Linked DNA regions of Mus musculus: regions 2, 3, 4, 5 and 6 are each linked to region 1. A link is a contact called in public promoter capture Hi-C data. All regions are on one chromosome and are shown on one strand. The core of a region is the stretch at or near the end of the contact, and the rest is flanking DNA. Distances in the headings are between cores, read along the strand shown.

Region 1 (4,682 bases), core at 1,178-3,677:
CCTTGGCATTTTGTTTCTGTCTTATAGAGTGATTCACCTTTCCCTGTCTCTCATGCTGGTAGATATTACACCTGTCACCCCTCCCATTCTGACCAGTCTCTTCAGGAGCACTAGCTCCTGCCCAGAAGAACCCTGGAAGAGCTGCAACCCAGGTGGAGAAAGCACTTAGAGACTGCATCTGTTCCGGTGTCCTCTTCTTCTGGTTTGTTAAGTCTTTAAAACTTCGGCCAGGGGCCAACTCCTCACTGGTTCTCACATCTGTCCAGAGAGTCTTGGCTTCCTCTACTCAACATATACTGGAAAGAACATAGGAGTTGCCTCAGAAGGCTCAGGCTTGGCTGCTGCCCATTCCCTGCTATGAGGTTTTCTGAGTTCTAGCTTGAAATCATGTGGGACCTCTCCCTTCTCTCTGGGAAAGAGAAGCTAGTGTAATGTGATAGGTTATTTATAACCTGCATCTTAATCTGATTCCTGGGATCTAATCAACTCTTACTAACACCCGCCCTCAGTAACTGGGAGGCACACCCCAAATAAACGGAGTGCAGTTCAGCCAACATCTTTTTAGGCTAACCAATGCCAGATTCCAGGCTACCACAAAATCAGACACAGATCCTTCCCCAGTCACTTGGCTGGCTGCGTGGACAGTGTGGCATTGGTTCATACAACGTCAGGGGCAGTTTCCAGCAGAACTTTACCCACATTGCTGGAACAGATGCTCCAGGCACTTAGGGGAATCTGGGTCCTTTTGCTGACCCCTCAGACTAAAGGGGAGGTAGGCAGTTGTGGCTCTCTGAGGAACCAAGCTGACAGTCCTGAAGCAGAAACCTCAGAGTCCCCCGCCTGGCCCAGCAGCAGAGCTCAGGACTGAGTTGACACTAGGTGCTTCCCCTCGACATCTGGGGGATGTGCAAAGCTACCCTGACTCACAAGGGTGTCGTGGGGGACAAAATGAGAGCACATGACATTGAGTGAGGAGCAAATGGACCATAAGGGGCAGCTTCACGTTTAGTGGCTCTTTTTTCTTCAAGGCCCCCCTCAGGAAAGTGGGGATTGTAACTACATAAGGCTGTTTCTCCCCCTAGTCTAACAGGACTGACTCAGAGGCTTTGGCTCCCCAACTTTGCAAGTCACCCTGAGATACCCCAAAAAGGAAAGCTCTTACTCCCAGTGGCTGGGCCCCTATGTCATCCACCCACATCCAGTGGGTTCTCCACTGACGTCGGCCATCCTTGTCCCACACCACCGGCCTTAGCCAGGGACCCTGAGAACGTCACCCTTCTCTGTTGTGGCCCCTTTCCACAGCTAGCCCTACAAGAGACCAGGGAGACTACAGTCCAGAGTCTGGAGACAACCCATTTCCTGAACTCACTACCTTTCCCACCTTCATCTCCCATCCATCTTTCCATCTGTAATTTCTGCCTTTTCTGTTTAAATCAGTTGTCCAAGGTGTCAGGTTTTTATCCAGACTCTCAGTTATGTTAGGATCTCTGGATTGGGGAGGACTCGTTAACCCAGACGTTTGCTGTCTAAAATTATCTCTCACACACCCAGGAAGTTCTATTCTCAGAAATGCTTTAACCAATTTCTTTGCATTTTAAGTATTCCCTAAGACTTTTAAAAAATGTGTATATTCCTGGAAAAGGGAACCGTCCTCTTTGGCCCTAATCTAGTTTTCACACAGCACCTATGCCCGATGTTTATTGCAACAAGCTGGATGCCTTTTTTCACAGGCCATGGAGAGGATTGGGGAGAAGGGAGTCTCTCCTCATTTTACAGACCTTAGCCCACAACTGGACTCCGACGAGCCCCGCGCCTGCCGCAGCGAGATAAACAGAGTTCTCACGAAAGTAAAATAGCCAAATATGGAAAGTCAGCAGACAGAGTGGAGAGGCTGAGGAAGAAAGAAGCCAACCAGAATGGCCCAGAGGGATCCGCAACAAAAGTCCTCAGAACTGTCCTCAGAACTGTAACACCTCACAGTTGGGTGGCAAGGGGGTCAAGCAGTGGTGTGAGGACTGTCTCCGTCCAACCTGCGGTGGGTGCTCACCTCTAGGCGCCCGGGTCTGCTGAAATCTGGAACTCACCTTCTGCAGAGTCGGGTTCTGTTTCCAATCGAGCACGCGCTATAGCACCGGCGCAGGCTCGAGACCCTGGCATTAAGCTCACGTTAACGGGCTGTGCTCACAAGTCTTGCAAAAGTGCCCTCGGCCGGGCGCGGGTGTCCCGCGTCGCCTCAGTTCGCCCGCTACCACACACGCCTCCGGCTCACCACCCTGAGTTGCTTTCGGTTTCTGAGGAGCCGGGACGGTTAGCTCACCCGGACTTCGCCACTTGCGGGGCTCGCGGAGCTCCGCTGGCGCCCTACGGCGGCGGGCACTAGGCTGCTTCGCCTCAGCAGCGGGTTAGGCCAGCTCCAGCGGCGGGCTCCGGGAGGGGCGGGGCTGACGATGGGGGTGTGGTCAGGGTGCCCAAGAGGCAGGGCTGAAGGTGGAGGCGTGGTTATGTCTCCCGAGAGGCAGGGCCGAGGATGGGGGCGTGGTCATGGCGCCCAAGCGGCGGGGCGTGAGGCTTCTGACAGCGGCCAGAAACTCACCTGAGCTGGGCGAAGTATCCCTCTAGATGCTGGGAATCACCCAGACCCTAGAAGCCTAGGCTTCTCTTTCTAGAAACATTAGTATCTTGTGCGCCTTTGAATTGTATATATTTTGCTCTTCAATCAGCCTCCCTCCGACCCCCCAAACCTATTTATTCTTTGAGTAGACACGTTTGCTCAAGATCAGAGATCTGGCTCAAATCACTTCTTCCCTGAACTTGCTGCAGTCCAGTACAAATCTGCCAGTCCTCGTTCTGCTGTTAGCGTAACGTTGACAGTCTCTCTGATGTTCTGTTGTCAAAAGCGTCCCAGTTAGTTCTCCTGGTCTTCAGAGCCACCTGGTGGAGGGTGCCTGAACTATGAGCGTTCTATCTGCGGTCTAGAGAGAACTGAGTGGACCTACCCAAGGCTAGAGCTTGAATTCTTGCCTCCCAAATCCTAGCACAGAGTTGTTACAGTGTATTCGCTCTACAGGTCCACAGTAATTGCAGCCTGTATGAACGAAGTGAACTAGCATCTCAAATCTAACCTCTTCCAAGTCAGACAAACGCGGGAAATACTTAGCTGTCTTGAGCATCAAATGTTCATCACGGAGAGAAGAGAGTACTAGGGCCCTTGCAGTGGACACAGGTATGCATTGGAGCTGGGCAACAGCTGGGAGCGGATGTGGGATCTGGTGGAATAGTCAACAGGATCCCAACACCCAGGTGCAACTCTTTGGTTATCGAGATTAAACCCTCCCGTGGGCATGCTTTGGCCCTCTGGACCAGATTACTCTTGTGAGAACTGAAAGAGACTGAGCCTAAGTCCTCTCCTTCCCTAACCCTCCCAACAATACATCTATTTACCTTACTTTCCACCTTCTTTCACATGACTGCAAGGTGACAGGACCCTATGGATTTAGACACCATAGGAAACAGGCAATATAGACTGGAAAGACCATGTCTGAAATGACTAATGTAGCTATGGTTCTGAAAGAAGCAATCTGTTCTAAATATGAGACCCAAGGTCTTGGTATGATGAAGTCCAAAACTGGGATAGGATAAGTTCTTATTGTGTTCCAAATGGTGGCCACCGGACTCACAGACAGAAGTCTAAATGAGAATAGATAGGACTTTTTTGGTGGGATTGGAGAAGTGTGGTCTCGTACATTTAAATTTTTTTAATTATTTTTTATTTTGCTTGCTTGCATGTCTGTGTACCACGTGTATTCCTGGTGTTTGTGGAGACCAGAAGAGAGACCTGGAGTCACAGACAGTTATTAAGCTTCACATAAATGTTGGGAGTTGAACTCAAGTCCTCTGGAAGAGTAGCCAGTGCTCTTAGTGTTAATATCAGAGTAGTCAGAAGTGAAGGATATGTTCCCAGCTTGTGGTGTTGATCCCAGAGTCAGTCTCTTGTAGCCTAGGCTGGTTCACATTTGCTATGCAGCTGAGGCTCATTCAAACTACTAGCCTTCTTCCCCCATCTCCTGAACACTGTGATTACAGGCGTACACCGTCACATCCAATTTTCTACGTAATCATGTTTTATTTTTCTCATGTACCTTCAAGAAAGTTTATGTTTTGTTTTGCTTTGTTTTGAGACAAGAGAAGATGTCTCTGCAGGTGTCAAATCAGGCATGAAGACAGGGCCAGATTTGAGCATTATTTCAATATTTTGAAAGTATTCATTATTTCCATATACTATTTAATAGTAAACTGATTTACTAGTCCTTAAACTAGAGTCACTTATAAAGAGAAGGATGGCATGATACACAAACTCTTTCTTCAGAAGGAAAGGGCAAATATATGATTCTTCAGGACACTCTACCTACCACCAGTGGTTTAACTGGTTGGTGTGACTGGGCAGTCTGATGAAGAGGGAAGGCTGCCACCTGTTGGTCGAATGCATTATTTCCCTCAGTTTATACAACAAGACTGATGAAGTCATGTGTTAGTTGAGGACAAAAAGCATAATTCCAGGGCAGGTAGGCAGAAGCTGGACAGGGCAAAGGCTGTCCCAGGGCCTGCAGACGCCATTAAGATGAACAAATGTGCTGTGGTGATGGGGAAAGACGGAAGAGCAGAGCACTGTGCGCTATGAGGAG
Region 2 (4,682 bases), core at 1,087-3,586, 940 kb after region 1:
CAAAATTAAGTTTGAAGTCAGCACCACTGAATGTTTTTACACAAAGGAAGCATGCATGGCCTATTTCTTGGTGTATACACTATACTGCAACCATGCTCACAATTATCTGTTCCACCAAAACATAAATTCTAACAGAGAGGATCCCACAAAGTCTATTTCAGAATATTGTCTATTCCTGATATACAACAAATGTTCATTGAGTTAAAAGGTGAATGAACTGTATATAAATTATTTCTACTAAGTAACTATGTCATTCTTTATCAATTAGCGTTATGACCACCAAGCAGGTCTTCAAAGAAACATTGGCTTATGGTATTACCACACTGAGTAATTAAGATTCTACTCAAAGGTGAGGAAAGTAGGGATGGTATATATAAACAGAATCTATTTTAGTAAGTGCTAAGAAGCATAGTTAGACTGACTTAACCTTTATTTGAAATATATTAACTACATTTTCCTTGGCAAACCAGAGAAAGCCTAAGTGTTGATATTTGTATCTTGAAAACCTTTTTAAAAAATCTATAGGTATAATAATAAGCTGGGGGTATAGTTCAGTGGTACTTCCTGGCATGTACCATGCTATCAAAACTAAAACAAAACAAAAGAAAACAAAAAGCATACAGAGAATCTTTAGAAAACCCAATTATTTAAAGATACAAAACACTGAGCAAAATGCTCTAACATTTGGCTGCCAGGAGAAGGTATGTATGCCTAAAGAAAACTTGGACAATAAGAAATTACAAATTATGAGATCATATTTGAATCCTAACTGGGTTAATCCTTCATCATCTGCTTAAAATTATATTTGTATGACTTTACAAGAAATCCTTCCACAAAGTTGTTGACAAAATAAAGCATTCTACGTCAACCAGTGAATTTCACTCCCTAATTCCAGCTCTAATAAACAGTACTGAGAAGAATAAGGGTTGAACATGCTGTTCTGAACATCAACGATTACAGGTAGATTTTATTCTCCATCATCTTAGCAAATCATGTCAATGTGTCCCGTACTTAATCTCTAAATTGAAGTAAACATGAAACACACAGCTGAGTTAATTCTGGAGTTTGGTGGCTGGATCCTAAAGAAGCCCCCAGGCGTGTATACTAACAGAGACCAGTCACCTAAGGGAATTACTGTGCGAGGGGGAACACATTAAATGTAGGCAAGTAATGATTCAGCTACAGGTACTCTGTACAGGTCACGCAGGGAAGTTTTGGAAATCCTTTTTTTTGTACTGAGCTCATCTAAAATGGAAAACAAGATGCTGTAAGCATCACACCTGTGTGATACTAACTGCACAATATGCTCCTTAAAAGCAAGGCAAATTCCACTCCACTCCAACTCCATGCTCTCAGAATAAGAGGAAAATACACATCGGTACCACTTACCTTACCCAATTCGAATCAAGCTACTTGTGAAACATTTCTGTTGCCAATCTTCTGGGTGCGTTTGTCATAAATAGGCATTTGCCTCTCCCCGGAAAAAAGCAATTGTGAGGGTCAGATAAGAGGGTTGACCTCACGAAGATGTCCTGGCCCCCCTATACCCGTCAACCGAAGGGGACAGCGTGGTTATCATCGGCCCAGAAAGCCCGACAGGAGCAGCAGGATGAGCGGATCCCACAAGGGCAGCCTCCCGCTGCCGAACAGCACGGCGCTTCTCAATACCTCAGAGCCTCATTCACCTCAGCATCTCGGTATCTCAGCGCCCTAGTACCTGAGCATCTCACTCAGTACCTCAGCGCCTTAGTAACTGAGTCTCCTCAGTGCCTCAGAACCTCAGCGCCTCATTTACCTCAGAGACTCAGCACCTCAGTGTCTAAGTACCTAAGTCTCCTCTGTGCCTCAGAACCTCAGCGCCTCATTATCACCTCAGAGACTGAGCGAGTTGGCGTCTAAGTACCTCAGCGCCTTAGTACCTGAGCATCTCACTCAGTACTTCAGAGCCTTAGTACCTGAGCATCTCACTCAGTACTTCAGAGCCTTAGTGCCTGAGCATCTCACTCGGTACCTCAGCGCCCAAAGTGTGTAGGCCAGTGCTCGCGAGGGCCGCACGCCGCGCCTAGGCCGGTGTCCCGCATTAGCTTCCCTTACAGTCCGGACCCGCAACCCGCACCTCGGCCTCCTGGGCCCTGCGCTCGCTCGCGGGGCGTCTTCTCCGCGCATCGCTTGCCTTCCACTTACCTTCGATCGCCATGATGCGCTCGCCATGGACCGCACCAACCACGCAGGGAGAGCGGGGGTAAGTGCTGGAGCTTGCTCTTCTTAGGCCTCGGGCCAGAGGGGCGGGAACGCCCCGGGGCCAGGCAGCTGGGCCTCCAGGAGCTGGGGCGGGGCGGCGGGGTGGGGTCGAAGCTCCGGAGCAGGCGGCGCAGGAAGCGGAACCTTCCACGGTCGCGCACCGTCGGCACGTGACACCGCCCCGCCCCCGGCCCCTCTAGGCCCCGCCCCTCGCAACAACTATAGTTTGGCCCACAACCTCGACTTAACCCATTCCCATCTACCTTCCCAGGCCCCGCCCCCGAAATATCCACAACCCCGCCTACCACCCTGACCCGCCACGCCCGCCTCTTGCTGGCCACGCCCTCACCTCCCCCAACCCCCTCTCCCCCAGCCAGTGCAGGGTCTCAGGCGGGCGTTCCCAACAGGTGCAGACAGAGCAGAGAGCAGCCTCAGCAGCCAGCCTTCACCAGGCTTCCAGAGCGGCTGGACAAGCGGTCAGGACCACGGACAGGTCTCCGCACCCAGGAGGTGCCAGATTCCCTCTCAGCGAAGATCTATTCAGTTTGGTTTGGTTTGCCTGAACACTCACCTCAGATTTCAGCCAGCCAGTAGAGACAGCTTCGTGGCACAGCAAACCAGAAAGAGGGATCGTGAGGATAGTCTCTGTCTCTCCCTCCTTCCCTCTCTCTCTTCAGCCTCATTTCTAATGTGACCCAACTCCACAGGAGCCTGATGCCTCCTTGGAGGAACGAGTTCCCCATTTGTCTATGCATTGCAAGCACACATTTGAAGCCACACAATTGTAGGTGTTGCACAGACGTCTTGACAAAGGGCCTGAAATGCATGTCATGTACCCATTTTTAAGTTTGCAAGCCCTTGAGCATGTGAACACCCAAAAGCCAACCCCGAGCAAACTAGCTACCTAATCAGCCCCTCTCCACTGTTTATCCCGCTTCGTTTGGGTACTTTAAAGGCCGGATGGAGGAGCCTAGAAGGATAGGGGATTAGTGATTCTTCCTTGTGGAGAAGATGGTCACTCCTAGAACAGGTGGCTATATTAAGGACAGAAACAAAGAAGAAAATATTTTCCACTTATTATGTGAGGTTGGACTGTAATCTAGAGCAGAAACTGCCTTTCATTGCTTTTATATAACTTCTCCCTCAGTCGATTGATGCTCAATAGGCATCGATTCTTTAACATTTTTTTTCTACATTTGCTTATTTATTGGGGCAGGACCTTCGTGTGAAGGTTAAAAGACAGTTTGCAGAAGTTTGTTCTCATCACCATATGACCTCCAGGGATCAAAATCAGGTTGTCAGCCAGGCTTGGTAGCAAACATCTTTACCTTCTGAGACTTTTCCCTGACCCTGTTCTTTAATGTTTTGACTAGTCCAGTGAATATCTGTTGATCTAGGCATCATATAGAGAACTGGCTGCAGGGGTAGAGGAGATGGATCAGTTGATAAAGTGCTTGTTGCACAAGCATGAGAGCTTGAGCTCAATCCACACCTTTTTTTTTTTTTAAGTAGCATGCTTGTTATCCTAACTCTGTAGAACTGAGATAGGCAGATCCTTGAAGTTCATTGTTAAGCCAGTGTAGACTAACTGATGAACTCCAAGATCAATGAAAAAGCCTGTCTCAAAAAATAAAAAATAAAAAAGGGGGATGGGTGAGACTGGAGAAATGTCTCAACCGTGAAGATCACTTGCTGTTTTTGCAGAGGACCTGGGCTCAGCTCCCAGCATCCACATGGGAGCTTACAACTGTTGTAACTCCAATTCTAGGGGATCTGACATCCTCTTCCAGCCTCCATAGACACCGGTCATGCATAAAATAAAATAAATAGGCAAAGAAGAGAGCTAGCCGGGCAGTGGTGGCACACACCTTTAATCTCAGCACTTGGGAGGCAGGGGCAGGCAAATTTCTGAGTTTGAGGCCAGCCTGATCTACAGAGTGAGTTCCAGGACAGCCAGGGCTATACAGAGAAACCTTGTCTCGAAAAAACCGAGAGAGAGAGAGAGAGAGAGAGAGAGAGAGAGAGAGAGAGAGAGACACTGAGGAAAACATTCAGCATGTCTATCTTACAGATACAGATGCATGCATGCACCTATCCATACATGAACGCACACACATGCATAGAAACACACACCAAAAACATATATCTACAAACAGGAATTGTTATTGAAGGATCAAACTAAATGACTGTTCTTATAAAATACCTATAGGTTAGTCTAAAGCGCTCTCTCATTCTCTCTCTCATTCTCTCTCTCATTCTCTCTCTCTCTCTCTCTCTCTCTCTCTCTCTCTCTCTCTTTCTCTCTCGGGGGAATACCATCAATATGCTTGGGATCCAGATACAATAATAAGGTTTTCTCCAGGACACTGTACTTAAAACAGACTTGAACTTCAGGACATGAAATTTGAAACCACAGATCTTGGTTTGTGGTTTCTAGCTGG
Region 3 (4,682 bases), core at 708-3,207, 760 kb after region 1:
ATGTATACTACGGAGATCTTGTTGTTTTAGTATCAGAAATTAGTTAAAACGGAGAGCGTTAGCACCCAAGCTTGTGGCCCTCAGGCTCCTGTGAGACTGTTTGGTCACTGAGGTGATAGTGTGGAATGGCCCCTCCAGCACCCTCTCAAGGCTAAGTGTGAGAGTTTTCACTGAGTGCTCTTCAGAGTGCATTTCTATACAATTTGGTTTTCCTGAATGAAGCCATTCTGGCTGCTATGGCTCAGGGTGCCGGGAATCTAACAGGGGCTACTGGACATAAAGCAGCACGACAGAAGGAGTATCCTTCTTCCTCCTGACATTGGGAATTGCAGAGCATTTTATATAAGGTGCCTCTAAGCTGCTGGAAGACAGAGTCCAACCCTGGACTGCATGGGGTGACCGCTGCAATCCAGAGAACTGCAGTGTTCTGTCCTGGAGAGCCAAATGACTTCCCCACCCACGGTCTCCAGGCGGTCCCAGGCAGAAGCTCAACAGTTTGGCTGGTTCAACCAATGGTGGAGGGAGGGGCTGGGTGGGAAGAACAAAACCCTTCAACGCTCCAAACCTGACAGGTGTCGGGTTTTTTTTTGTTTTGTTTTTTTTTCAGGTCCTTGTGGTGCCCCGGGAAGTGCAATGGCCAGCTGCAGTCCCAGGAGGCTAAGAGTTCTCTGTCGGTGTTGGGGGTTGGGAATGCAGGTGTGTGTGTGTGGGGGGGGGGACGGACACGACTAAGGAGGTCAGAGGTTTCCCACTGGGAGCTTTGGGGTTAGCATTCTCAGTCCAGGCCCTAGGAGGGGTACAGGGGTGTGACGGGTCCCTTATCCAGGGTCTCAAACAGACGCACCCTGGAGACTGGTATCACTGCCCTTAAGCCCTTTTCTGGACCGAGGGCACCGTCCGGCTAGCCGCTGGCCGCAGGGAAAAGTAAACAGCCCAAGTGTCTGGGAACAAAGGCAAGTTGTCTTCCAAGGTGCTGGAGCCCAGTGCCTCTCCTGAAGAATAAGGGCTATCATTATTCGCTCTTTCTAAAAACCAAGTTTCCTTCTATGGGAAATACACGCCAAGGTGGGATTCCAAGGCTATGACTCACAGCGGCTGGCGGGGCCACACTCCAGCCCGCAGCTGCCCTGGTCCTTCGCCGAGCTGCTGCCGCCCGCGCGGTACGCGCCGCTGGAGCTAGGGGTGGACCTTGGTGCCCCGCTCCTGCGGCCCGGCACTCGGGAAAGTTGCGGGGCCGAGGAGACTGCTAGAGGCGGGGGCGTGGGCCTGGCAGCCCGCGGGGAGGTGAGCCGAGGACAGCGCCGCCCGCAGCCAGGAGCAGGGGCGGGCGCGGAGGTGGCGGGGGACACAAGGTGTCAGCTCCGGCAGCGGCGCCTTGTTCCGCGGAACGCGCATCCCTGCGCCCCGCAGGCCCTCCTCCCTACCCTCTTGGCCCCAGGCCGACCCTCCTGCTACCCGGGGAAACCCGACTCGCCGCCACGGGGTCTTCGCCCACCGCCCGGGTCGCCTCGTGCGCGCCGCAGCTCCCGGGAAGGGCGCGCGACCCCGGAGAGCGCGCGCCGCCCCCGCGCCCCGCTGTGTCCAGCTGCGCCCTAGCCCCACGCGCGACCCTCCCCGCCCCCGCGCGCCCTGGGGTCACGGCTCTTACCGCGCGCCCCGCGCTCCAGCCGCCGCCGTCCTCCGCGCGGCCGCCGCTGCCCACGCGCCTCCCGGGCCCAGTCGGCGTGGCCGGGTACGCGGCGGCCGAGGTCCCCGCAGGTCCCGCCGCCGCCGCCGCAGACGGTTATGGAAATGAGCCGATGTGTCTGGCGAGGAGCGCGAGAAACCCGTCAATCCTGTTTGCCATTTCCCCGCGGATTTCCGAGCCTGGCTCTGCTGGATGCCCCCGGGGCGAGAGGGAACCTGACAAGCGCGCTCCCCGCCTCCCTCCGCTCTGCCAGATCGCGGGGCGCCGCGCCCCCGCCCGCCCTGCCTCCGCCCCCGCTCCGCCTCCGCCCTCGGGGCCGCGCGGGCCGCTCCCGCCCGCAGCCCGGACCCCACGCGCGCAGCCCGCGGGAGGCAGGGGCTGCAACGCACGAAGCGTTCATCGCAACCTGCCCAGACGTCTTGTCTATTTTTTAGATTTTGCTTTAGTTTTCTTATTGTGTGTGCGTGTGATTTGAAAAAAAAAATCTGTGCCTTTCCCACCCCTTACTAAAGACTTTCTTCCCCTCTGTACAGCACACGGAGATGAGAAACAGATGTCAGAGCTGGACTGAGCCTTTGCGCTCCCCCGCCCGCTCGATCCCTTCCCCAGCAGCCTGGGTGTAACAAGGCAGCACTCATCCTGCGGCCACGTGAACTGGCAGCTACTGGGTGCGGATCCCCGTGGGGGAAACCTACAAGAAAAACAAACAGACAAACAAACAAAAACTAATAAAGAAGCTTGCCCTTGGTGGAAAGGCTGTGACAGGAGCTCAAGTCATTTTATTTTATAAATAGTGATTTCCCCCCCCTCTTCTTGTAGTGGATTCTATTGGAGTTAGTTTTTGTGTGGATTTTTATTGTTTTGTTTTTGAGACTGGGTCTCACTGTGTAGACCAGGCTGGACTTGAACTTTTAGAGATCCGTATGTCTCTGTCTACCAAGTGCCACCAAGCATGGCTGGGTTTTTCTTTAAAAGCAAAACAAACAAACCGCAAACACATTGATTCATAACTGCTGTCTGGGTCCCTCTGTCATGAAGAGGTCACTTCTGGTGCAAAGAAGGAAGAGGTTTAGAGAGGTAGACCGTAACAAAGCGCGGGTGGGGGAAGGGAGGCACCTGTGCAAAGTGTTAAGAACTGCTACTATGCCAGATGCGCTGAATGTGACACAGTTCTTTATAGCAGTGATCCTCCCGCCTGCAAGATCCAGGCCTCTGACTGCCTGGTCGCTGCGAATCCAGGAGGCGCACAGACTGCAAACCAGGGGGAGAGGATCAGCGCCTGCAGATTGAGCTCCATCTGATTTGCATGTTTATTTCCTAGAATTGTAATTAAATTTGTGTAATAAATGTTTTCCATTTCATTTGTACACTCAAAATTTGGGTGACTGACATGCAGCTAAGTGAATTTCCTTTTTTTTATTTTATGAAGTAAATGTGCCTTATTCAATAAAGTAGCAAATATTAACCATCGTCAGGACTAATCTATTTAGAAAGTGTTTCTATTGAACTCTGTGCATCAAAGACACAAAAATTCTTAGGGTATCAGGACACCAAGAGAACAATGCTGAAAACAGGAGGCCGTGGCCAGCATATTTCAGTTTTTCCAAAAGACAGTCCAGGGTTGCACGCCTGAGATTGGGCTTTCTTGGGTTCATTCCAAACCATGTTAAATTGCCCTGACTCATGCCAAGATGGGCATTAGATGATGATTTCGGAATTTTCGAGATAATTTTTTTCTTCAGTCCATGAGAGTCCCACGTCCAGGTTGAGGGTAGAGTCTACTCTTCACTGGAGGGAGGAGGCACAACTGCTTTAAAGCAGTGCAGTTTGGGGAATCCAAATTCTAACCTAAAACTGTTTATCCTGTAGCTCAAATAAAGAACTAAATGTGGGGCTCGGAGGCATGGCTTATTATTGTTTTTATCTCCCCATATTAAAGTTTCATAGCATTTAAAGGGCTATGGGGAATCCACACACACACTTAGCTGTGTCAAAATACATAAAACCAAAAGGAGCAAATTAAGCATAAAATTGAGAAATAACATGAGACTAAGATCCAGCACAAGCTGCTTTTGCTTCTTTAGAGCTTTATCTCTAAAACCCAGCCTTCTGGGGAAACTCCATAGCACCCTGGGGTGCCTACAAACCAAATTTCTGCATTTAAACCCTGTACCCTTGCAACTATGCATATGAACTTGACCCTGTTTCACTGGCAGCTTTCCTGACTCACTTTTAATGCCAGGGTTACTGTCCCTTAGTGCCCACCTGCTCACAGCTGAACAAGCATGCTACCGCAAAAGGCAGTCACGTGCCTACGGAAAGCGAAACATTATTTAAAAATGTAAGTTGTGGCTATGACATAAGAACCACAAATCAATAGTGAAGTGTTTGGAATGAGTGAATGCGATTTACAAACAACAGCCAACTGAGTACTATGATGTCATCATTTTGGGATATGTGTGAACTTGCAAGAAAAAAATGCTTGGGTATAAAACTTAAAATACGTTGAGCTGCAATTGAAAGCCGCAATTGTTCTTCAGTGTTTACACTGAAGTGCCAGTCTGAGAGTGTCCTGACTGACACAGTACCCAACAGATTCTAGTGCTGGGGCCACACTCCTCTCTCTAGCATGGATTCCCACTGCTCAGAGACGTGTCCCAAGTTCCTACCTCAGAAGTGTGTAAAGTGCCTTCACAGAACTCTGCCACTTCCAGGCAAAGCTGCCCTGGAAGCAGTCTCCCTACTTTCTCATTCACATGTGAGAACTGAACTAGATACTAGATAATGAGGTGTGCAAGAGATGAGCAGGACACCAACCCAGACTTATGAATTCACCAGTACGGTGAGCAGTAGAAGAGTGGAGAATGCTGGGACGAGTTAGTCATCTGGGCATGGTAGGTGTGTCAGCTAATGGACTAGTAAGCACTCAGGTTTTACCCGTGAGTATGTGAAAGTAGGCAATAGATGAAACCAGATCATACTGTGTACTGAAAGC
Region 4 (4,682 bases), core at 1,139-3,638, 740 kb after region 1:
AGGAGGATGAAGAGGATGAAGAGAGGGTGAGTAGGCTGGACGTCTTTGAGATGCCACTTGGAAGATATGGACAGAGAATCCCTCCTGTAGCTGGTCCTCCATACTGTCCAAGGCTACATCTAAATTTTGGACTCAGTTTATAGGCTGGGCACCCCTGCCCCTTAGGCCTGCCTGCCTCGGGATTGGGGACATCAGTCAGCTTCTCCCTGAACCCTCAGCATAGAAGCAGGAGATGTTCCCCATCTCTCTAGCCTCTTGTTGCTCTAATTTTATGATTGTATGAAAATAAGGTTCCCAAATTGCCTTTAATTAGCTTTAATAAGACAGCCTTTTTGCTAATTAAAACGATTATTAAGAAACCATTTATTGAGAATAAACACAGTGGTTAGGACCTGTGAGAATTCTGAACTCAACAACAGTAGCCAATACCAAGTCCCTGCAAAGCAGCCAGGTCACCTGACTGCCTGCTGACCTTGAACAGGGTGCTTCTCAGGCTGAGGTCCAGTGGTGCCACCTTCTTCCCTTTGCAGGACTGTCAGACACCTTAGGATGGGTAAAACAGGTCCGCAGAAGTTAGCACCCAGCTTTTTCTGGGCTCTGCTTGATCGGATAGCTACTTGAACTGTAGTGAACTGTGCTGAGTCACTAACCACCGAGAGCTTACATCCCAGCGGTAAAGAGGGAACGTGGTCCTGGGTGGTGGCCCCAGGGGCCCAAGCCCCCTTGAAAGTGTTCGAAGGCATGGGGAACACATTCTGAGAACCCGGCCCTGTGGATGACACGGAGCTTCGAGATGACATAGCCGGACGGCTGATCTCAATCACTCTCCTCCCTGTGGGGAGACGCTCAGCCAGTCTGCAGTAGAGTTCATCGATGCCTGGCTCCCGCCAGGAGCAAGCGTGCAGCCAAGTGACCGCGGAGGCGCTGAGGTGCACATCGGTTCTGGAGCCCAGGTTCCCGCCACAGCGCTTCCTCTGCCTGCTTCTCACCCTCCAGGGACCACCCAGCTGCCACAGCTGCGAGAGGCCTATGGAGGGCTCGCCCTTTTGTCCAAACCCCATGGCAAGATGGGATTTGGAGGGGACCGGGACACGCGAAGAGGGGGTCACCGAGGTAGAGCGCAAGGGGCCGAGCGTATCTGGGCCCTGTCCGCTTTTCGAGTTGCGAGTTGCGGGTCCTGCTGAGCCTTGACTTCCTTTTACAGTCCCCACAGGAGACCTCCAGGGGCCTCGGAGGCCTGGCAGTAGTCTAAACACAGCGATTTGTTTTTTATCTGTCTATCCATCTGTCTGCCTATAGTTCAGTTGAGCTTTCCCATCTTTCTTCCCATGGGCTTTTAGCAATAAGCGAGGTGAGGCTGTCCAGTCGAAAGCTTGCAACAGAAGCATTAAGCAGGAATGTGTCCTTGACCCTCTGAGCCAGGGGAGACGAAGGCCAAGCTCTAAAGCCTCAAACTCGAGGGCTCCCGGTAGGGCCCTGGCCTCTCGCTCTGGTCCTTGGTCGGGGTCAGGGCGCGCCCTGGGGTGTCCAGCCCGGGACAGATAGAACCAGTGCTGACGCTTCTGTCAACTGTTGGAGGCCTAGGCCAAGCCAAAAAGGTCTGGAGTATAGAGTGAGGCCTGGCCCGGGGAAAGTTCCCCTGGTAGTTCCGAGGTGTGGACCCGGCTGAGAACAGGCGATGAAAGTTAAAAGGACTGTGGTTTCAAAGAAGGCCAATCTGGACGCTAGGATGCTGAGCGCGTGAGTGCCCAACCTCTGCAGGTGAACTGAGGCAGGGGCATCAGCATCCCAGGCCTGGGGACGCAGTCCCAGGCAGGCGCGCACCCGCATGCACGCACATGCACACGGCGTCACCGACATACGCCTGCACCCACTGTCTGTGCCTCGCGAGGCCTGCTGCCCCGGTGCACGACAGCCGGCGACCGCGCGCTCCTCCAGCCCCGGGCGCTCTGCAGAGCCCCCGCCCGGCCGCGCGGCGCTCGCTCCGGCTCTTTGTTATGTTAATTCCCTTCCCAGCTGGTGCCAGCTGCCTGCACAATGGGCGCCCGGAGCCCCGCCAGCCCTCGCCAGCCCGTGAGTGGGGGCGGGGAGGACCGTGCACCCTATGTGGATGGGGCGGGCTAGTCCCGCTGAGTGAACGCTGCGGGGCGAGCAGCACCTCCCCCCATGCCGGCGAAACCGCGCTTCTGAGGCCTGCGGAGCGAGCTCTGATGCTTTCCAGTCGCCGGGACTGCCTGCCCTCTAGGTGCCAGGGCTGGATGGAAAGTAAAAGGCTTCTGGGCGGCTCCAGACCCGTGAGGATGAAAGAGGACAGCCGCTTCCAGACCACACAGCTAATCCCGCCATAAACCTCGAGTAAATACCGGGAGAGAAGGAGCAGGCCCGCTACAGATGTGGAGTGCAGCCTCCGGGGATCCCCAAATTAAAACCCGGGCAGGAGAGGCACTTGGACCACCACCAAATGACACTAATTGGGTTATGGGACCATAATCTTAGCTGGTAAGAAAAAAATCCAGTTACAGTCACAGCTGCAAGGACTGTCTTCATAAAGCTGCAGAGGGAACGCGGGCTTTTTTTTATTACGCATAAACATGAGGAAGAGGCTCAGGGTCCCCGCCTGCATGGTGCGGAGAGGCGAAGGACTTTTGTGCCGGGAGCAGCAGCGCTACATGCCTGGCTGGCTCCGGGTGTGCAGGGCTAATGGGCTGGGAGTGGATGGGGTAATGTATTGAGCTGGGGAGCAAATCTGCCTGCAGGAATGTAGTTCCAGGATAGGAGAACAGTCATGGGCAGTGCGAGCGCGTGCAGGCGCGCGCGCACCCTTCCCCCCTCCCCCTACACACTTGGTGGGGAGAACAGATTAAACGATACTAGAATGACTGAGTTAAGCTTAGATCTATAATAACTGGAGTTGTAAGCCGGGCAGTGATGGCGCACGCCTTTAATCCCAGCACTTGGGAGGCAGAGGCAGGCGGATTTCTGAGTTCGAGGCCAGCTTGGTCCACAGAGTGAGTTCTAGGATGGCCAGGGCTACACAGAGAAACCCTGTCTCAAAACAAAACAAAAAAATAGTAGTAGTAGTAGTAGTAATAATAATAATAATAACTGGAATTGTGAATGAATTCTTACAACTTCCATGTCAAGAAACACTCACATGGACAAATGATCGGGGTTGCTTTAGGATTCTTCAGTGACAATTTCCAACAGCGACCCATGCCACCCTCATTGTGTATAGCCATCTTGTCTAAAGCCAGTGAAGGTCAGGCTGCCTGCAGGCTCTTACTGGTTTGAATTATAGCCATGGAAAAATAGATCTTTTTTTCCTTCAGCTGTTGGTTTTTCAAACTGTGAGAAGCAAGAGTTTGGAGCTGGCCAGCCTGGTGTCCCTGGGCAAGCTAAGAGTTTCCTTTATCTGGCATCCTCAATCACTGGCTTCGGTCACCCTTAGGAGCCACACAAGGAAGGAAAAGACAGCAGACCCTCATCTGAGACTCCAGTCACCCTTGGCCCCCAGATGCACATAGCCTCCAGGTGTGCCAAAGTGGCCAAGAGGTAGAAGGTTGACAAGGTGCAACATTTAGTCAGAGGTCTTCCTGAACCACCTATGGGCCTGTAAGGTTACTCCAAGAAACCCACTGGTTCAACAAGCTGGACGATTCCTGGGAGGAATCGTTTCCTTGGCTTGTTGATAGACAGGCATATCTCTAGGACTCTCTGGGAAAACCTGCCACTGACTGACTGGTGTTCTGGCTCCTCCATGACTCTCAGTGGATACAAATTGCAGGTATTCCTAGAGTCTCATTCCTGGGGCTGGTGGTACAGCGGGAGATCTCTCTTGATTCTGAGACGTCCCAGGGTTACCGTGATGTAGCACTGGAGACTCCAGCATTAAACTCCGGTGGTTGCTTTCCCAGTTCCCTCCAGTTACAGGGCCTCTGTTTTTTTGCTCTCAAGCCCTACCAATCATCAAGCCCCAAGAGAGGTATGCCTCACCTAGGGAAAATTATTCAGCTGAGAAACAAAGAGGTGAAATGTGATTTTTTGAATGGCATACCACTATCCTGAAGTCATCAGTTGGGCTGAGTTTAAAGATGACACGCCCAAAAAAGGATGAGACTCTGAAATAAGGAACACCAACCATATGATCTGCTATCAAAACTTCCCTCTTAGAAGTGGAAACCATGGTGTTGTGGTGTAGCTCAATTGGCAGAGTGCTTGCCTGGCATGTGTAAACCCCTGGGTTTGGTCCCGGCATGATATAAACCATAACCAGGTGTAGCAGTACATGTCTGTAATTCCAGGAGACGTAGAGATGGGAGGATCAGAAGTTCAAGGCCATTCTCAGGTACACACTGAGTTCCAGTCTGGGCCACAATGACTGTCTCAAAAAGAAAAACAAAAATAAATGACAATAAAAACAGTGCAGAAAATACCCTAGTTCCTTCGTCATAGGGTGGGGTCTCGGAGTTCTGTTTCAAATGCTGCTTTCATCTCTCCTGTGAGTTACAGGCACACAGGAGGACTGGGCTTAAATCATCTAAAGAGTTTAACTTAGCACCATATTTTGGTGGGAATTTTCTTCCCCTGAATAAAGACTATGTCTAAAGGAACTAACCATTCACTGTGGTAACACAACCAACCTGAACTTTGGAAATTGTACGATGACTGATGAGTTAGGAGAT
Region 5 (4,682 bases), core at 1,513-4,012, 680 kb after region 1:
GGTGGCGCACGCCTTTAATCCCAGCACTTGGGAGGCAGAGACAGGTGGATTTCTGAGTTCGAGGCCAGCCTGGTCTACAAAGTGAGTTCCAGGACGTCCAGGGCTACACAGAGAAACCCTGTCTCAAAAAACAAAAACAAACAAACAAAAAAAGTCTGTACTGCGCATAGACACATGACTTACCTAATATTTTTTCTCCTTTACTCAACAGTTGGATTTTAATAGTTTATTCCTTCCTGATATGAACAAAGTTTACTTGCCTGGAGTAAACCAGCGCTGAAGGCTTAATTGTTTTGTATCATTTGTATCTTTCTTTACCGACTTTAGGTCCTACACAGTTTCCCGTCAAGTTTCACAGCAATGCTATAGCCTCCTCATAAACAACCAAGTAGTGGCCCCTCTCCTTTCTTAATTATTTTTTAAATGTTTGGCAGATTTCACTGTGAAGCCAGCTGGCCTGGAAAAGGACTTTAAGCTACACTCAGTTTCTCAGGACTACTCAACTCTTCCAGTCCTCGTGTCTTGACTGTTCATTTGAAAACCTAGGAAATTTCTTCTCAATTTTTAAATACACCAATATAATGTGGCTGGCTCCCTAGAGCATCCTCAGGACATCTCAGTTTGGCTAAACTAAACTCCTTTTCTTTCCCTGACACTAGCGTTAAGGTTGGATAAGAAATGTTCCCCACAGACTCGTTGTTTGAACATCTGGTGCCAGACTGGTGACCCTGTTTGGGAAGGTTGGGGAACCTTTAGGAGGTGGAGCCTGGTGGGTCACCGGGATCGGACATTGAGGTTTATAGTCAGGCCACACTTCCTGTTCATTCTGTCTCCTGACTATAAATATAATGTGACCAGCAGCCTCCTGTCTCCTTCCCACTAAGAGAATAAACCCCTAACCTGCACAAGGAATAAACCCTTCTCCCTGAAACTGCTTATCCTGGGGCATTTTGATCAAAAGGATAAAAAAGATAACTTAAACTACTACCTTCTCTCTCTCTCTTCCTTCCTCCCTCCCTCCCCCCTCTCTCTCCCCCTGCCCTCTTTCTCCTCTTTCTTATGAGAGTTATGATCAAATATCCTGCAATAGAACATTATACAAATCTGAGCTTTCATGGCGTTTTGATAACTTTGTTTCAGTATTATTTATAATCCCTGTATTTTTGTGACTTTTACTTATTTTTAAATTTGGTTTTGTTTCTTGGGACAGGGTCTCATGTAGCAATGGCTGCCTTGACCTCTTGGCCCCCTGCTTCCAAGCAGCCCCATCCTGAGTTCTTTCCACACCTTTTTAAAAGCCTCCAAAAAGGCCCGTAGCAAGTTCTGCAAGAACCAAGAATTTTATTTCTCTGAGGCCCCAAAGTATGGCACCCCTGCCCTTGGGCCACACTGACCTGGGATCACCAGGAGATCTTGCCAACTGCCAACCAGGGCCTTGACCTCACCTTCAGCTGGTGACTCTCCAAGAGAAAGCCAAGTAAAAACCAGGTAAAGCCTTTGTCCCCAAAGAAGGCTCCAAACCCCAGCCCCTAGCATAGACAATTCATTGGTGCTGGTGGCCTTGAAGGGTCTTGGAGAACACAGCTTGTCTTTCTGGGGTGCTGTCAAAACAACACATCCATCAGAACTGTCCTTAGCCAGCACATAAACCATCCTACGGGGAGAGAAATCACAGGGAAGTCGGAACATGAAGAATAGAAGCCAGAAAGAATGGACTTCTAGACCCTGAGTGAAAGCGCACAGCCCTTCAAAGCTTTCCCTGAGCCGCGTCCTGTGGCACTGGAGCAGATGCTCAGCTCTACATAATAGAACACCACACTGAACGGAGCAGACACACTGCATAACGCTGTCAGTCCCCACACGTAGAAGGCCCTGATCTAAAAGCGGCCAATAGCTGTTGAATCTGGGGGAGGAGAGCCTGCATAAAAACTGGTGTCTCCCAGTCTTGCCACTGAACAGATGAGGGAAACTAAGTCCAGAGAGTTTCTGGAAAGCGAAAGAGATCTTTAAACTGAGAACTGGGGCTCGGTGGTTAAACATTTGCTGCACGGGTTTGTTGGCCCAATTTCAACACACACACACACACACACACACCACGAAGAAAACAGAAATCTCTGAGCTGGGCCGGGTGGGGGCGTGGGGAGGGCCTGTAGGCGCCCTTCCTGCAGGGAGCAGCAGGGTTCTCGGTTCCCGGGACTCCGTGCCTTTGTGTCGCCGCCCTCCAGCACGCGGACACGGACACGGGAAGCGGAAACGCTATTGCGTTTCTCCCCCACGTCAGCGGCGAGCCTCCCACGACCTGCTGCGGCACCCCAGCCAGCCCCCTGTCTCCGCGCAGGTTAAGTCGTGGCAGCCTTTGCAACCACAGGCCCCTGCACGGCCGCCAGCTCCACGCGCGCCCGCCGCCAGCCCCCGCGCGCCCTCTGACCCTGCGGGGCCTCACCACCCACGCCCCCTCCTGCTCTCCACGCGCGCCCCCGATGCACGGCTTTTCCCCTGTCTGTCTCGCGCGGGCGAAATCACCTGGATCGCAGTGTGCAGAGCTGGGCGAGCGGGAGAGAAGGCGTCCCTGCACCCCGCCGCGCTGAGCCGCGGCCCGGGAGGGACTCGCGAGCACAGCGCGGGTCAGAGGCCGCGGGGGTGAGCGCCTGGCCTGAGATGTTGTGCCCGGGTTCCCGAACGCAGGATTGGCCAGGGCTCTGTACATTTACTGGAGCCGAATCATTACACAGGGTCCCACCAGAACCTCAGGCTCCAGGATTCTTCCGGTCCCCAAAGGAATGAGTCTGGGGCGGGGGTGTGTACGGCCTGCCCTGCTACAGGAAGATGACTTAGACCAGTGAAGGGCAGACTAAATAGAGCTGGAGAAATCTCTGCAAAACCGACTTTAAAATCATCTTCACTTCCACCTTCCCCAGCACCAACTAAAACAGCCGGACCAGGAGTGCCAGGTTGCCCAAAATAAAAACACAGGGTGCCAAGTTAATACTTTCTTGGTATCATATGGCCTTTGTTGTTTGGAAGACGTAATATACTTTCTAACAGTTCCTGGGGGTTGGAGAGATGTGGCTCAGTGAGTAAGGGTTTGCTATGCAAGTGTTAGGATCTGAGTTTAATCCCCACACTGAAGTAAAGAGCCAGGCATGGCTGGTGTGCCTGTAGCCCCGTCATTGAAGGTAGAGACTCTATCGAACCCCTAGATCCTGACCAGCTGCCTTAGTCTAAACAGGAAGCCTCCAATTAGAGGCTAATGCAGACCCTGCACCACAAAAATGAGGTGAGGCAAGAGGAAGATGTGGAAGCCTTGCTCTGGCCTCTTCAGGAGAGCACCCAACATGCATACAACATATATGTCTTGTATATTTGTAATAACAGTGTGCCTTGGTACCTGACAAGTCTGGTCACTGTAATAAAGCCCAGGGTTTGGCCCAGAAGGTGCCAAAGTGTTAGCTCTGCTCTGGGACAGTCAGAAGAGGTGGTCCTCTTCTGTGTCAGGTTCTAAATGGCCTGTTACTGTGGGTTCAATGCCATTTAAGTCTAACTCTTTTCTACATGTGCACAGTGCTCATTTGAAGACATAAAATAAAGTCAGGTTTGGCTAATGTAAATCAGAAACATCTGTGTAAGAGAAAATACTCCAGGCTTGTGACCCAGCTATACAGCCAAGACAGGAGGATCCGAAGTTCAAAACCAGGGCTACAGAGTGATTTTGACAAACTGTCTCAAAATGTAAAAGTAAGCATTGGCAGAGGAGACACAGCTCAGTGGTGGAGCCTTGCCTCACATGCAGAACACCCACAATACCAAAGCCCAAAGCAAGACTAAGCAATGAGCTGAAGAACGTGCCGGCGGGGAATATTCCAAGTGGTACTTCTTAGTACACGTGGATTTAAAACAGTTGATGGAAACATCAGAATCCAGTTGCACGTAGACAAGAGACTTGAGTGTGGGAGTGTATTTTGACAAAATTATCTTATATTCTAAGAGACTGGAAGCTTTGCTGGGCTTCTCGGGTGAAGTTAATAATATACATTGAGGTCACTCAAGACTACTTTCTAGTCGGCCTGTTTGTTTAACTTGCCTTTCAGAGAACAATGTAACAATGGGCTTTACTTGTCTTGGGTTTCCCATATAACCAACTTTCACAATCTAAACAAATGCATAGCTGTAAGCTTCAATATGTGCTTCTCCATGCCATGACCCAGTGTCATGTATGTGTGCTCTAATAATCATCTGCTGAAAACATACAAAAGAGATTTAAAGCAGTCTTCTTAAGTGAGCATTCACTGTAAGTCTTGAGGACAACATTCTGATGTTGCTTGTTGGCTGTTTGTTATCAGGGCCACTTGGTGTTGGTGACTTATCTCTTGTAAAATCTGTTAAAGGTTTCTACGCCGTTTCCCCTTACTTCCTCGTGGGATACCCTTCTCTGCTGCTCAGTAAATACAGAGCAAAGCCCATCGTGAGGGACAAACACACAGGGCCACACTCATATGACAGCCTTCAGGCAGAGCACGGATTCAGACTCAAGTACAGTGAAGACACAGGAACATGAGGTGAAGAATTCAAATCTAGACTTGCTCTCGGTTAAATGAAATCCAAGAGAAGTGGTTTGTTCCTTAATGCGACATGATCAGTGACTCTTGAGTTTTTTTATGAACGTGTTCAAACAGTCTGCCCAT
Region 6 (4,682 bases), core at 1,306-3,805, 650 kb before region 1:
CTTAACAAGTATTAACTCATTTAATCAAAGCCCACTGATACAGGTAGCGTTCATCTCTACCTGTGTTACAGTGCAGGAAACCGAGGCACGGTCGTTTGCTCAAGACCACACAGCTCCTAATAGGCAGGTATACACAGTTTAAGCAGGAGATGGGCACACAAAACCATATCATTTCTACGCATTTTATTTAATTCTTATTTTATTTTTTTGTTTTTGAGACAGGGTCTTTCTATGTAGCCCTGGTTGTCCTGGAACTCACTATGGAGACAAAGCTGAGCTGCTCTCGCAGAGATCTGTCTGGCTCTGCTTCCCAGCACTGAGATCAAAGGCACGCACAGCTACGCCTGGCTTTGTTTGTTTTTTAATTTGGGGGCACAGGGTGCTTTTTGAGACAGGGCCTCTCTCGCGAGTGAGACAGTGACTCTGCACACTGGCTTCCAGTGGTCTTGTTTTGGAGATTAGAAGACTAGAGCACAGGTTAACTATGTTCAGATCTCATAGTTAACGACTGGAGGGTAACACAGCAGGTCTGTAAAGCCCCATCCCACTCCAACAAGCAGAGTGAACTATGAAACCACAGGGAAAATGCTCAGGGGGCTTAGGAAAGGACAAGGCATGACCACACACACTGGGAAGGGCAAATCAAACCAGCTGGAAGTGACACTCGGGACTCAGAGGCAGGAGGCCCAGGTGCCAACCCTCCAGTCACTTGCCCTTTTGGTACCTCAGGCCGCAGCAATTAGCCAGACTGGGCATGTGATTGAAGTCTGGTGCTGGTTAATCTAGACACTCTTGAGAGCAGAGCCTTGCTGAAGAATGGTCCTGAATGCAGACAAGGCTCAAATGGGAATTCTAAAGGTTTTCTAATGCTCCCCATTCACCCCCTTGGACATTCCATTTCTTTTGTTTGTCTTGTTCTTTCCTCTTTTCTTCTTCCTCCTCCTCTTCCTCCTCCTCCCTCCCTCCTTTCCTCCTCTTCTGCCTCTTCCTCTCCTTCTTCCCTCCCCCTCCCTCCCTCCTTTTTCTCTTCCTCCTCTCCTTCCTCCTCTTCCCCTGGGGTGTTTGGCCCAGGTTCAAGCTATCTTCAGCTCACTGTTACAATTTTAGGGCTGGGAACATGCCAACTCCATGATAAAGTTCTGCCTTGCATGTATAATGCCCTAGGTTCAACCTCCAGTAGTACAAAAGTAAAAAAAATATAAATAAATGCAAAATAAAAGAATAAAAATAAAAAATTGAAAGATGACTATAATCCTAGAATCACAGACCTGGAAGGAGCCTTGGAGATGGCTCAGTGGCCCCTCCCCCTCTCTGCCACTCATCTTCGTTTCTCCTTGCCTAAGGGAAGCTTGCCCTTGTGAATGGGGCTGACCGGTCAGCTGGGGCACAAAGATCTTGGCATTTACCTGGAACCACACAACAGTGGCAGCCGTATAGATGCTGCCCCCTGGAAGGTAGCTTATCTACCTTACTGGGAACATCAGAGATTCTACCTCATCTTTCCCAGAAGACCTGGGAACACAGAAGCAGGTGGGATCTGATGTGGCAGGTTCCAGCAGGTACCTGCAAGATGTCTTTGCTCATGAGAAGCAGAAACGGTCAATGTCTAGGGGGACTCAGAAACCTCACCAAAGAGGAGGCCAGGGAGGGACTTAAGGCCCAGACAAGCGGCAGGCCTCACTGGGAGGCTGCACTGAAGGCAGGCCTCGAAGGCTGCAACCAACTCCTTGACTGACCACGGGACTGGACCCAGTCACACAGCGTGGCATCCCCAGGCTTTCTCTCCACCACGTAGCTGTCCGGGTGGCTCCTACAGGAAAGAACAAACAAATGATAGCTGTAAAATAATCACACTTTTGAATATCATTCTCTTCCTTGGCAAGGCCTTGTTGATCACCCTGCTTTCTTCCAGATTAGGCAAGGGGAATGGGTACAGAACCCAGGGACTCATCCCATGCCAGCTGTGTCTGAGGCCCAACGTCCCTGGGTGACGATTCTGCTTCAGCACCAGCAGGCACCTCAGGACACCAGCAACCCCAGACCCACACCAGTCATTTCTTAATAGAACCTAACAACACTCAGTAATTACATGTCCACTAAGTGTCAGGTATGCTGATGAGCACTCTGTGTGTTACCTAATGAGTTGGGTGTGTTATTATCCTACCCCATAGACCAGGGCACCACACTGTAAAAGATTAGATCACTGACCCAAGGTTCCCCACCAAATGATGAATTCCACAAGACTACCTGGTTACTGGCACCTCCCAGGGAATTCAGTAATCCTTAACCAGGATGCAAGATGCGCTCAGTGACAGAATGCTTTCCTGGCACGTGAGAGGCCTGGGCTGGATGAGGAGCTAAAAGGCAAAGCAGAGAGGAGTCCGCTCTCTAATTGGAGAACTATCTATGAGGAAGCAGAAAGGATTCATCCTGCAGGCCAGTCAGAGGAGCCAGGGTCATCCACAGTCATTTGAGCCTTCCTCCTCTCTGATTATGTATCCTGCTGTGTGTTCTGAATGGAAACTGTCTAGCTACTCCGTGGGTGTATGCACTGGTTGCTAATTCCGGAAGACTTGTTAATCCTGGGCAGAATCATGACCAAGGCTGGTGAGTCACACGCCCCATGTGGAACACACTGACTGTCAGGATGAACCAGAAGCTGCTCTCTTTGCTCCAAAGGGCCCTTTTCCCTTCTGAGGTCTTCTGGGGAGAAGGATCAAGAAAGATCACAGCAGGCCTCTGGATCCCTTCACTCTGTAAACCCATAGATGCCACAGGTTCTTCTGGTGGCCTCCTGGAGAGGTCAGTCCCTCCCCACAGAATGTCACTGGGTTCCTGGAAGAGGTGGGCAGTACCCACTTGACCTCTCTGGGCAGCCAGGAAACTAGTTAGCATCTAACAAAGGATGCACCTTAGCTTGCCCTCTGAGAGAACTTAGACAGTCAGGTCCCGCAGAGAGAGGAAACACACTGATTTAAAGCCAAACAAAGGTGCAAAAAGGAAGCAGAGTTAAAAGGGAAATGAAGCGGCAATGGAGGTGGCCTGGCCTCCAATAGGACTTCCAAGTCTTTAAAACACACCCCACTGACTCCCATTCACACCGTGGACTACTCTGTTCCTCTGGTTGACCATGTGAGGTAGCTAACATCCTGCTTCAGCCATTTTCAACTGAGAGCTACATAGAGCCAAGGAGAAAAGAGAAAACTCCAACCAGGTCACTGGTAACAACAATTCTGACAAGCATGGGGATGATGTTAAAAGTTCAGTGGGAGATCTCACTCTTCAGATGTAGTGGGTCACCACTGCAGAGCTCCTTTTTCAGAGGGAACAGAAGGGTTAGAGTATGCAAGAGTGTGGTCCAAGGCACACTCAGAGGCCGGCCCTTATCTATGCATAAGAATCTCCTTGGCAACAAAGTTCAAGGATTCAACACCTGAACCAGACAGACAGGTAGCACTGGCCTTCAGAACGCTTGCTAGTGTTTGATGAGCCTCCCCTTGTAAGAAGCCAGCCCACCTTCTGGAGAGGGCCCTCATAACAAGGAAACTGAGGCACACTGGAGTTGCTCTTGAGCAGTGGTATGAACGGCAGATACTTGTTCTCTCATAGGCCTGGAAAAGGAGTCTGGTTAGTTATGTCAACTTGAAACTAGTTAGAGTCATCTGGGAAGAGGAACCTCAACTGGAAAATTCCTCCATCAGATTGCCTGTAGGGTTTTTTTTCTGAATTAATGATTGATGTGGACGAGCCAACTGTGAGCAGTGCCATCCCTGGGCAGATAGTCCTGGGTGGTACAAGAAAGCAACATCCCTCTGTGACTGCCACCTTGAGCTCCTGTCCTGAGTCTCCTCAATGATGGGCTATGATGTGGACGTAGAAGCCAAATAAACCCTTTCCTCTTCAAGTTTCTTCTGCCCGGAATGTTTTAATATAGCAATATAAAGCAAGCTAAGACAAGGTGCCAGCAGATCCAGTTCTTTGAAGGGCTTTCTAATTGGATTATTGGTGGTTAACTTCTTGTAATGCCTTCCTGGGACTGTCCTCACATGCACCCATCAGGAGTGACAGAGCAAGCTCTGGTCTACCTCCATACACAAGTACTAGTCTGATCACTGAAGTACTATATCAGACCCATGTAACCTGTTCTATCATGCTTTAGAATAGAACTTTAATGTCTGTGAATATGTGTATGTGTGTTTCTGTGTGTATGTATTTGAAAAAGGACCCACAGAACCCAGACTAGTCTCAACCCTACTATATATCTGAGAAAGACTTTGAACTCCTGACCCTGCCTCCCAACTACTGGGATTACAGGCATGCACCACCATGCCTCATTCTGAACATGTGTATTTTAGGGCACACAAACATTCATTCCCTAGTGATGAAATAACAGACTTCAGAGAGTCAATTTTTCTGGCCTGTATTCCTTCCTTCAGATCTTATATTCTTGGTTAGTATAGTTTGAACACGCTAGATTACACATTTGCCATATGACTTTTGCTGGGAAGATGGATATCTATTTCCAATAAGATACTCAAAGGCACCAAGGGACTTATGAAGAGATTCTGTTGGGGTCTAACTTGGTGAACCCCTGGTTTATTGGAGTTACTTACAGAAGCATGGTGACTGAAGGGTAGCTATACTAAGGGGTCTCCACATCCCTCAGTCCATTGAGCCTCCCT

Evidence for each region. Promoter capture Hi-C pulls out the DNA fragments that hold promoters and counts their contacts. Capture Hi-C pulls out chosen DNA fragments and counts their contacts.
Region 2: a promoter capture Hi-C map of embryonic stem cells shows a contact between it and region 1, with 13 times the contacts expected there. The contact joins the promoter of Syt14 here to the promoter of Traf5 in region 1. A contact is called at or near these places in 2 of 39 promoter capture datasets (cranial neural crest and embryonic stem cells).
Region 3: a promoter capture Hi-C map of cranial neural crest shows a contact between it and region 1. The contact joins the promoter of Sertad4 here to the promoter of Traf5 in region 1. A contact is called at or near these places in 3 of 39 promoter capture datasets (the 3T3-L1 cell line, cranial neural crest and pre-B cells).
Region 4: a promoter capture Hi-C map of cranial neural crest shows a contact between it and region 1. The contact joins the promoter of A730013G03Rik here to the promoter of Traf5 in region 1. A contact is called at or near these places in 2 of 39 promoter capture datasets (the 3T3-L1 cell line and cranial neural crest).
Region 5: a promoter capture Hi-C map of adipose tissue shows a contact between it and region 1, with 3 times the contacts expected there. The contact joins the promoter of Hhat here to the promoter of Traf5 in region 1. A contact is called at or near these places in 2 of 39 promoter capture datasets (embryonic stem cells and pre-B cells), 3 of 115 datasets of contacts at active chromatin or transcription factors (astrocytes, bone marrow-derived macrophages and microglia) and 1 of 9 other capture datasets (adipose tissue).
Region 6: a contact with region 1 is called in a promoter capture Hi-C map of embryonic stem cells, with 2.4 times the contacts expected there. The contact joins the enhancer-like site here to the promoter of Traf5 in region 1. A contact is called at or near these places in 3 of 39 promoter capture datasets (embryonic stem cells, hippocampal neurons and pre-B cells), 3 of 115 datasets of contacts at active chromatin or transcription factors (bone marrow-derived macrophages, embryonic forebrain and pancreatic cancer cells) and 1 of 9 other capture datasets (adipose tissue).

The regions. Positions count from the first base shown.
Region 1 is chr1:192,090,172-192,094,853 of GRCm38.p6, forward strand. Traf5 (TNF receptor-associated factor 5) reads right to left here and starts at 2,428. Exons shown (of 14, transcript NM_011633.2): 1 at 2,085-2,428.
Region 2 is chr1:193,033,439-193,038,120 of GRCm38.p6, forward strand. Syt14 (synaptotagmin XIV) reads right to left here and starts at 2,337. Exons shown (of 8, transcript NM_181546.3): 1 at 2,185-2,337. The coding sequence starts at 2,197.
Region 3 is chr1:192,853,795-192,858,476 of GRCm38.p6, forward strand. Sertad4 (SERTA domain containing 4) reads right to left here and starts at 1,958. Exons shown (of 4, transcript NM_198247.2): 1 at 1,649-1,958. Gm15867 (predicted gene 15867) reads left to right here and starts at 1,134. Exons shown (of 2, transcript NR_131748.1): 1 at 1,134-1,284; 2 at 2,221-3,062.
Region 4 is chr1:192,832,825-192,837,506 of GRCm38.p6, forward strand. A730013G03Rik (RIKEN cDNA A730013G03 gene) reads right to left here and starts at 2,389. Exons shown (of 1, transcript NR_155503.1): 1 at 295-2,389.
Region 5 is chr1:192,768,457-192,773,138 of GRCm38.p6, forward strand. Hhat (hedgehog acyltransferase) reads right to left here and starts at 2,763. Exons shown (of 12, transcript NM_144881.4): 1 at 2,524-2,763.
Region 6 is chr1:191,436,171-191,440,852 of GRCm38.p6, forward strand. It overlaps Gm32200 (predicted gene, 32200), which reads right to left. Exons shown (of 6, transcript NR_151615.1): 6 at 170-1,810. Among named protein-coding and RNA genes, the nearest start is that of Gm31987, 5.8 kb to the left of the region's middle. Within about 2 kb of position 2,556, at least 60 of the 459 cell types and tissues checked have an H3K27ac peak or open chromatin away from gene starts, as enhancers often do. A contact at or near this core is called in bone marrow-derived macrophages and embryonic stem cells, where this site is marked.